Regions from separate parts of the Mus musculus genome. Here all the other regions are linked to region 1. The links are chromatin contacts, called in public HiChIP or PLAC-seq and promoter capture Hi-C maps. All regions are on one chromosome and are shown on one strand. Each heading gives the region's core, a stretch centred on a gene start, on an enhancer-like site or on the middle of the called end of the contact. The rest is flanking DNA. Distances are from core to core; before and after follow the strand shown.

Region 1 (3,049 bases), core at 305-2,804:
AGGTTTTAACAAAGCCTCAGTGCAGTGCACTTGCTCTAAGCAGTCAAAGATCTATGGAATGAGTGACTTAAGTCACAGGTTATGGCTTGTTAGCAGTGCCTTTCTCTGTTAATGTTTATTTCTCTAGGCATTCACCATGCTGGTTTCTTTAGATGGTTAAAAGTTAGAGAACTTAGCTGTTATCTTTTGTACTTATTTCTATATAACAATATGTGATATTTCTTACTTATATTGTCTATTAGAAATATGAGAGATGAAGAAAAAATAAAGCAAAGCAACAATGTAAAATTTAAGAAATTATCCATTAATATGAATTTTGCAAATAACACAATAAGAGTTTCTTTATCATAACATTTCTCTTACTTGAAGAAAAACACTCATGTTTTTAAATGAATGTAGGTCCTAATCCAAATTAATAAAAGTGTTATAATTTACTTAGTTCTGGAAACTTAAAGGTAAAAGCATTGTAGCATGTCACTGTTTTAAAGCTCTTAACCGTTTTACTGATAGGCCATAGAAGCCAGGATATAAAGATCATCTGTACCTGTTAATTCTTGTCTAAGACAACTTTAAATTTAGTCTTTTGCTCTTTAAAAAAAGTGTGTCTCAGTTAAAATAATACATACATGCATACATACATACGTACATACATACATACATACATACATACATACATACATACACAATACATTTAAATCGTAATTAACTTAAACTTAAGAATCCTTTAATAACCAGACAAAATGTTCCTGTCTTGGGAATGATACAAATGAAAACAAACATTCTAAATCAGAAATTTGCCCAGTAGAAAAAATTACAACAAAGCATTTTTTTTTAGCAAAATTGTTTAGCAAATTTTTTGTCATTTAAAATTAAGAGCAGAAAAACAAACCCAAGAAACTAAAGAGAAATTGATTCCTTTAACCGAAGATTCTTTCCCTTTGTCCAGTTTTATTTTAAAAATAATCTAAACAAATATTGCTTATTGAGTCATTTTAAATCAGAAATTTAAACTCACCTTGCTGGTCTTTTTGCTTAAACATTTTGCTTAATCGAAATTTTAATTTAATTTTTAGTCAGATTTTGCTTCCCCGATTGCGCTTTTATGATAAGTGCAGTCTAATTTAATATTTAGCAACCCTAAGACACTTTTGTAACAGTAAGAATACATACTTTAAGAGTTGAAAATTACTTTATCATCATACCTGTTGAGATTGCTCTAGTTTCAGGGACTGATGAATTGGCAATCCTTTAACTGAATCAGAAATGCCTAAATTCTTTAGCGAAGTTTCTTAAAAATCCACAGTAACTCAGTGTGCAGACAGGGCTGTCCTTTGAATTACTGGAGCAATTTAAGTAAATACAATCTGCTTGGAAAACACTTGGGTTGAATTAAAATTTTGTACTTCTTTTCATTATACAGAATTTTGTGGATTCAAAGTAAGATGTTTGTGCTCTTGGTCAGATTTATGTGGCTAACTTCTTTCTTTTCTCCTTAATTTTGGTTTGAGGTGTGGCAAGAATTTTCTCTTAATATGAAAGGCAAACAAGACTAAATGAAACAACATGTACTGATTACTGTTTTTATTTTCATTTTTATGCCAAAGAATTCTTCAGATTAAAGTCCACTGTGACCTGGAGCCCAGTGTCTCAGCAATTTAAGGTGGAATTCAAAATTGTATCCGGTTCCTGGGTTGACAGAGGCTTGCATTCACATCAGTGCTTTCCTTTGACTCTTGACTAAGAATCAGAAGTGGAAACATACAGCATTTCACATCTAGTTTACTTTGAGAATGCAGTAGAGTGCATTGGTTTCACAGATTAAAGGCACAGCTTTCCCACTTATAAAGACTACTAATAACTTTTAAAGAGAAATGAATTCCCTCAGCTATGTATGCTAGTGCCTTGCCTTTCGGCTCAGTACACAAAATAATTTTATAGTCCACTTTGTCTTTAAGTGGGATCGAATAAAAGCCTCTGCTGCTCAGTCACTTCTTCTACCTTTTATTGTATGGATTTAGAAACTTTCTTCATTTGCTGAAGGAGCCCTCCTTAAGAGTTGCAGCTAGCAAGCCTGCTTACTGCAAGGCTACATTTTTGTGCTAATGTTTTCATAGTTAAACAGAGTTAGCTGTGTCTCTTGGCATCAGCTGTTGAGTTTTTTGGAAAGACATTCTTTCAAGCTTGAGAAGTTTTGGTTCTTCAAAACAGTGTTTTCTATTAGACTTTATAAGTAACCTAGAGGATTTATTTTAATGTTTCAGATTTAAGAAAAGTATATAGTATTTCAACGGTGCTTTGGCAACATTGTAAACATCTAGTCTATTACTCGAGACATTGGTATGTGAAATGTGGCAGACCGCACTTGGGCCAAGATTCCATTTAGTTACCGATCTTTTCCATATGTTTCCTATTACTGTCTTTGTTCTTAAACCTCAGGCTTTCACACTCGGGAGAAGAACAAATCTGTATGTTTTTCTCAAGCATTGTTTTAGTCCCCTTATAGTTCTTTTAAAAGATTAAGTTAAAATCAGCCACTTAATTTTTAAATATAATTCTTTATTAATTGTATGTTGTGGTCTTAAAATAGTGATTCTGTTGTTCTTGTTTCTAGATTAGGTAGGAAAATATATCACTAATACTAGAGCACATTTTTTGAAAGTCTAGAACCAGAAGTGGTGATGCACACCTTTAATCCCAGCACTTGGATAGTAGAGGCAAGCAGATCTTTGAGTTCCAGAACAGCCTGGTCATCAGGATGACCAGACCTACACAAAGAACCCCTGTTCCCCAAACAAAAGTGTTTCTAGAAAATTTAAAGGAGGCTAGCAGTGTATATGATGTTGCATTTGGCAGTGACTGAAAATGAAAGAGGATAGGCGAGTTTCTGATTACTGATTTCTTAGGCAACTTCATTGTACCAAATGGAGAGAAGTCAGATGAATTGGTTTTAAAAAGTTTAAATTATATGGTAGAGTTATGATTTTATTGAAACAGACACGGCATCTCAAAGCTTAACAACATACTAGTGCTGGCTAGGGAAAGCCTCCTG
Region 2 (3,049 bases), core at 368-2,867, 240 kb after region 1:
AGAAGCAGGCACTTCTGGGACTCACCCAGCCCTGCTCTACCCAGACTTTAAGGACTCATTCCCCTAAAAGTCAGAGAGGCTCTCAAGAGTTCAGGCATCTATCCAAAGCTGACTGGGAGCAGAAGTATCAAAAGATGAGCCTGTGATTAATACTCAAGAGCAGAACTGAGTCTCACAGGGAAGGGAAACTGTTGAGATAATCCAACAAGCTACCTGTGTGGCCCCATGCCAGGCCTTTCCAAATATAGAATACTAAAAGCAATACTTCTGGATTGGCAAAGCTGTATTCCTACTTTGCAGAGCTGGAAGCTAAGGTTTGAGGAGAGCTTACCCATGGCTCACCCAAGGCTCACCCATCACAAGCAATAAGAAGGGGTTGGTCCAAACTCAAGTGTGTCCTTCTCCCATAAAGCATTTCCCCCAGTCTCCAGAACAAGGCTGGGGAGTCAAGAAGATGGGAGAGTTACTAATACTTAAATCATCCCAGAAAGCTTACCCAGGTCCCTCCTACTGCCCCTCCCCAAGCTCTTGGCCAGCCTGGGAGTCTAACCTCTCTTCCTACAGTGGGATGACACAAAGTACCATGTTTCCAACAGAAGAACACAGACTCCACGGTGACAGGCAGGCCCTAGGAGGCAGAGCAAGACAGGAAGCGGTCGATGGAAGCCATGCATCCCAGTAGTGGGAGCACCATTAATGAGATGGGGAAAAAGCAGCTGGTTGAGCGATGGATATCGGGAAAGCCGGCCTGTCAAGGGCCATAGGCAACCAGGGGCTGCGACTCACTCAGCCCTGTATCCATCCCTTCCCAGCCTCAGGCGGTCACGAAACCTGATGAATAGCACAGAAAGCAGCTGCTCCAAAATGGGGGGGAAGTGATTTGCTTGAAGGTGACAAACTGTGGTCAACCAACCCCAGGTCCAGCTTTTCCCTGGGGTCACTTGCACGGACAGCCTCAGTTGTAAGGGCATCATCTGCTCCCCACCAACCACACAGACACACCCTAGGCAGCAATAACCATAGCAGGACATCAGTCCTCAACGAAAAGGCCAACAAGGCCTGCAAAGAAAACTAGCGGGTGAGTGGGGCTGCAGGGAGTCTGGACCCCAGCAACCGGACACAGGGCCGAACAGGGTCCCTTCACCGTCACTGCCCGGGACCGCAACTCTAGGTCTCCTGCCCCACCCCTGGTACCTCCCACCACTGGGCAGGGTGACCTTAGCGCCCGAGGCAGGGGTCGCAGCCGACCACTCACCTCTTTGAGCTGCTCCATCTCGCTGCGGATGGCCTCATAGTCCACCTCGAGCTCCTCGAACTGCAGCTTGAGCTGGTGCTTCTCCTCCAGCACCGCCAGTCCATACTCGGCCGCCTGGATCTTCTCACGCGTGGTCTCGGCCAGCTCGTGGGACAGCCGCTTCACCTCGGCGCGCAGCCACTCCGGCTGCGCCTCCATCACCAGACGCGCATACTCCTCCTCCTCCGACGGCGCGGACATGGTGGCCGCGCGCCGAGGCCGGCTCCCACCTTGGCTCCCACAAGCCGGGCCCTCTTAGCCGCCGCTGCCGCCGCCCAGCCCCGACGGCCGCCCGCGCCGCCGCACTGCTCCTCCCTGACGCGCGCGGAACACTGGGGGCTGCAGTCCCACTGAGCATGGACTACACAACCCGTAGTCCCTTGCGCCCACCTGGTCCGCGCTTGTGATTGGTCTAAATCTCAAGGGGGCAGGCGCCTAACGTGACGCAAAGCTACGTCTCCCTTAGCATTGTGGGAGATGTAGTCCTATTTTACGCTCACTGCTTTGCCCGTTGTGCTCTGTACCCGCCTGGCTCCAATCGTTGATTGGCGGGCGCGTCTGACGTGACAAAAGTAGGGGTGCCACCGACCCCAGCCCAGGGACCCGGCAGCCACCCGGAGAACCTCAAGCCTTCCGCTCCCAGCCTTTGTGGAGTAAGGTGATCCGAGCTGTGGATATCACGAGTAAGATTCGCGTCCTGAAACGTCAGAGCATGGCTGGTGAGACTGTGTGGCGCGCGCTTTATGCGGAATTTGAATGACTTGTGGCGGGCCGCGGGCACTGCCAAAAGGATGCCAACAGCCTGACGCTAGGGGCTCAGGGGAGCCCAGGCCCGGATACTACTTCCTCTTGTCCATTGTCCGTTAGGATTTTCTTTCATGGAAATGAAGGCACCTCCGTGAGCATAATGTCAAAGGTGTATTTAAATGTTGTCCGTCCCCCGTTTTCGGCGAGACGTAGCTGTACTCTTCACTATAATTCTAAATAAAACTTCCCTCCTTGCATGGTGATTTGGATATAACAAGCGTGTTGTTCCCTTTCTCACTGCACACACCCCCGCAACACCACACCCTACAGCTGCGGACCACCATCAAACATAGAGGTCAGCTGGAGAGATGGCTAAGAGGATAAAGCTCTTGCTCAGTAAGAGCAAGGACCTATATTTGCGCCCCTAGAGCCCACCTAAAGCACAGTCTATCATCCCAATGTCCCTGAGGAAAGATGGGAGGTGGAAATTGGAGAATCCCCTGAAGCTAGGCTGGAGTATGAAAGACAGGGGCGGGAGAGAGGGGGAGACAAGAAAAGCAGAGATAACCAATCTCAAACAAGATGGAAGACAAAGACTGACAACTGGATCTTGTCCTCTGATTCCCAGTGCATGTGGGGCCTGTGTGCCCACACAGGAACATGAACCCACTTCACACACACACACACACACACAGGAACATGAACCCACTTCACACACACACACACACACACACACACACGCGCGCGCGCGAAAAGAAAATCTAGGATCAACACAAGAATTGCATAGTAAATCAACTTGGTGTGGTGGAACACACCTTTAATCTCAGCACTTGGGAGGTAGAGGTAGAAGAATTTCACGGCCAGCCTAATCTACATGTCAAGTTCCAGGCCAGCCACGACTAAATAGAGAGACCCTGTCTCAAAAGAGAGAGAGAGAGAGCGCTGTATAAGTAAATGTGTTATTCCTCCTTCTCTTTGGCCAACCAGCCTAATTTTGTACAACAGTCC
Region 3 (3,049 bases), core at 381-2,880, 130 kb after region 1:
TGTAAGTACACTTTATCTGTCTTCAGACACTCCAGAAGTGGGTGCCAGATCTTGTTACGGATGGTTGTGAGCCACCCTATGGTGCTGGGAATTGGACTCAGGACCTTTGGAAGAGCAGTCAGTGCTCTGAGCCATCTCTCCAGATCCACACCAAATACATTTTTAAAACAATACTTTAAAAAGAGAATGGTCAGGCAGTGGTGGCCCACGCCTTTAATCCCAGTGCTCAGGAGGCAGATGGATCTCTGTCAGTTCGAGGCCAGCCTGGTCTAATGAGTGAGTTTCAGGACAGCCAGGGCTATACAGAGAAACCCTTTCTTGAAAAACCAGGAATAGAGGGAAGGAGAAAGGTAGGAGAGAGAGAAAGAGAATGAAAGAGAATGAATGAGCCACGCTCCACATTCTAACACGTTCTCAGGCTTTGTGTCCAGTTCCCAGCAACATCTCAAAACTACACAGTAGCATCATGATGGGAAATGAGCATGACTCTGACATGTCCTGTTACATCCTCCACGTCCACATATAATGGCTTGCCATTACCACGGAGACTCTGAACTTCCACAAGTATCTCCCCTTCCCAAACCCTAGGAACAAGCAATCCATGTCATTTTCAAAGAGTGCTCTGCACACACAGTCATCACTGGACCCTTTGAGAACTGTTCTGTTGGTCAGAAGTACTCCCCTGATCTATCCATGCAACAAATGCGGTGGAGTTGCAAATGTGATTTCTAACCTAGTACAGTCACATGCTGACAACACGGGGGTTACAATAGTTCTTACCTCAGCAACAGAGCACTGTGAACGTCTTTGTACAGTTCTAGGGCGAGCACAGGTCCTCATTTCTCTAGGTACATCTGACATGAAAACCTGACTACCCAGCAGCCCATCTCAGAGCCACTTCCTAGGCACCAGAACTTTTTTTTATGTTCCCAATGGAATTATTTCAGCCAAGGAAGACAGTCAACAGGATCTAAAAGATGAGGCCCAGGGCCACCAAGCACCAAGGCCTGCGTCTGGCCTGTTAGGACCAAGAGAAATTCCACGTGGGCCCTGTATTATGGTCACCTGCCCCCCCCCCCCCCCCCCCAAGAAACAGTGCAGCCTTCTCTGCTTTAGATCTAAGTTCTGGGCTGCCACTGCTGTGAAGGGGAGAGTAGGGAAACTCTCAGGAAGACATGGGGCTTCTCAATGGGTCTACTCACCTTTGTTAATGCAAAGGCCACTGTCCCATCATCCTCAGTGGACAGATCAAGCAGTTTCTGGTAAAATACTTCATCATAAGGCCCATCTATCTGTAATGTTTTCCTGAAGAAAAAGCACCAAAACCAAATCAGCAGGGTGACAAAGCTCTAAGTACTTTCAGTCACAAATATGTTCTGTATCACACAACGTAGCCCAACAATCACATTGTTTGAAAGGCACCGAAAAGATCTACTGCTTTCTCTCATTAAGCCTGATTCTGCAACATCAAGATCTTCCACAAAACCCAGGGCTGCAGGAGGCTGCGGCTCAGCTTAAGCTGTTCACCAAGAAAAGGCCAATGATGTACAAAAAGAACCCTGCCCGTGAGATAGTGCAGGCCCTAAGCGTGGCAGAGACGGCTAAGGAGCTACACTATGTCAGTGTTCCAGAAGCAGCCTGTGGGACAACACTGCCCTCTACAGGCCAGGCCCTGACATAGGATATCAGAATGGTTGCATTCATACATGCTTTATTTCTAGTGTCTTAGTGACCATGAATCTCAGAGACCCTGGCACACCCAAACAAGGGACTTCCTGGACAGAGCTGGTTGTAGGCACCTCCTAGAGCCAGGTTCTAGGAGCTGTTTTGTTCTGGAGTCAGGCAACCTTGATCCCAGCCTAGCCTAGCCTCATAGCTTCCTCTGGTGCCAGCCTCACCTCTCCTCAGGAAACTCCTCCAGGTATTGCTCAACCCGTTTGTACAGAGGGTAGAGGCCTTCGATGTCCAGCTGGTCCAACATCTGCACCTGGAGGGTTTTGTACAGAAGACAGCCCTTCGGTAACCCCGAGTGCTCTGAGGTGTTTTTTCCTACCAAGAACATCAGGGGAGAACGAGAGCAGGTTTATTATCAACTCTTGAAGACTGTGGAGGGAGACCCAGGCCTGCACAGACAGCAGAGCTCACTCTGGGCAGCACGACGAGGCCTACAGGCTCCAGCCTAGCACTGAGGCAGATTTGCACACCTCACAAAGGAGCAAGGCTGACTGACCTCAGACCACCCTCAGGACCCAGTGGCTCTACACACACACACACACACACACACACACACACACACACACACACACAAAAGATAGAGACAGCGTCTCTCCCTTTGGCCCTGGTCTGTCCAAACACCAACTCAGAATACCCTTTAACTCCATCACATGCCCTAGAAGTCACTTTATATTTAAAATTAACGGTAATCCTACATGAGATAAAGGTCAGAACTACAAGAAAACCATTCAGACATTCTCAAACCCTCATAGACCAATTGGGGTTTCCAGAGTCAAAAAACATTAAGTCCACACAGGGGCAAGATCTGGCTGCCACAGGAAAAGCTAAACATACAGAGCCATGGACTGTGGTTAGGACCTTGGCAAGGTCCCATCCGTCCCCTCTGGGACAGATGAAGAAGCAAAGCTCCATCCTTCACTCATGCACTCACAATGATGTGTACAGTGCCTTCTCAACCGAGCCTGACATCCCTGACCATCTCTCAGAATCCACTAAAGGCAAAAACGGGAGAGGGAACAATGTATACTCAAGCAGCACTCCAGCTAGACATTCGCAGCCACATAACATGCCCTGGGTCAAGATAGCAGGAGACGAGTGAGGTAACCCAATCACAAAGGAACTCTCACAATATGTACTCACTGATAAGTGGATATTAGCCCAGAAACTTAGGATACCCAAGATATAAGATACAATTTGCTAAACACATTAAATTCAAGAGAACGAAGACCAAAGTGTGGACACTTTGCCCCTTCTTAGAATAGGAAACAAAACACCCATGGAAGGAGTTACAGAGACAAGATTTGGAAGTGTGACG

What was found. Promoter capture Hi-C pulls out the DNA fragments that hold promoters and counts their contacts. HiChIP or PLAC-seq counts read pairs in DNA pulled down with a chosen protein or histone mark.
Region 2: a contact with region 1 is called in a promoter capture Hi-C map of hippocampal neurons, with 2.7 times the contacts expected there. The contact joins the promoter of Bicd2 here to the promoter of Omd in region 1. A contact is called at or near these places in 9 of 39 promoter capture datasets (the 3T3-L1 cell line, the C10 cell line, the SN4741 cell line and 4 more), 1 of 484 Hi-C or Micro-C datasets (the G1E-ER4 cell line) and 1 of 9 other capture datasets (adipose tissue).
Region 3: a contact with region 1 is called in an H3K27ac HiChIP or PLAC-seq map of heart atrium, with 11 read pairs. The contact joins the enhancer-like site here to the promoter of Omd in region 1. A contact is called at or near these places in 15 of 39 promoter capture datasets (the 3T3-L1 cell line, the C10 cell line, the HPC-7 cell line and 7 more), 10 of 484 Hi-C or Micro-C datasets (Th17 cells, bone marrow-derived DN3 thymocytes, cerebral cortex and 6 more), 5 of 115 datasets of contacts at active chromatin or transcription factors (embryonic fibroblasts, embryonic stem cells, heart atrium and 2 more) and 4 of 9 other capture datasets (adipose tissue, liver, macrophages and 1 more).

What each region holds. Positions count from the first base shown.
Region 1 is chr13:49,580,967-49,584,015 of GRCm38.p6, reverse strand. It overlaps Omd (osteomodulin), which reads right to left and starts at 1,554. Exons shown (of 3, transcript NM_001360708.1): 1 at 1,203-1,554. The region is part of intron 5 of Cenpp (centromere protein P); the gene reads left to right.
Region 2 is chr13:49,340,117-49,343,165 of GRCm38.p6, reverse strand. It overlaps Bicd2 (BICD cargo adaptor 2), which reads right to left and starts at 1,617. Exons shown (of 7, transcript NM_001039179.2): 1 at 1,256-1,617. The coding sequence starts at 1,495.
Region 3 is chr13:49,448,237-49,451,285 of GRCm38.p6, reverse strand. It overlaps Ippk (inositol 1,3,4,5,6-pentakisphosphate 2-kinase), which reads right to left. Exons shown (of 13, transcript NM_199056.4): 10 at 1,899-2,049; 11 at 1,203-1,305. Among named protein-coding and RNA genes, the nearest start is that of Ippk, 29 kb to the right of the region's middle. Within about 2 kb of position 1,630, at least 60 of the 459 cell types and tissues checked have an H3K27ac peak or open chromatin away from gene starts, as enhancers often do. A contact at or near this core is called in adipose tissue, cerebral cortex, forebrain and 1 more, where this site is marked.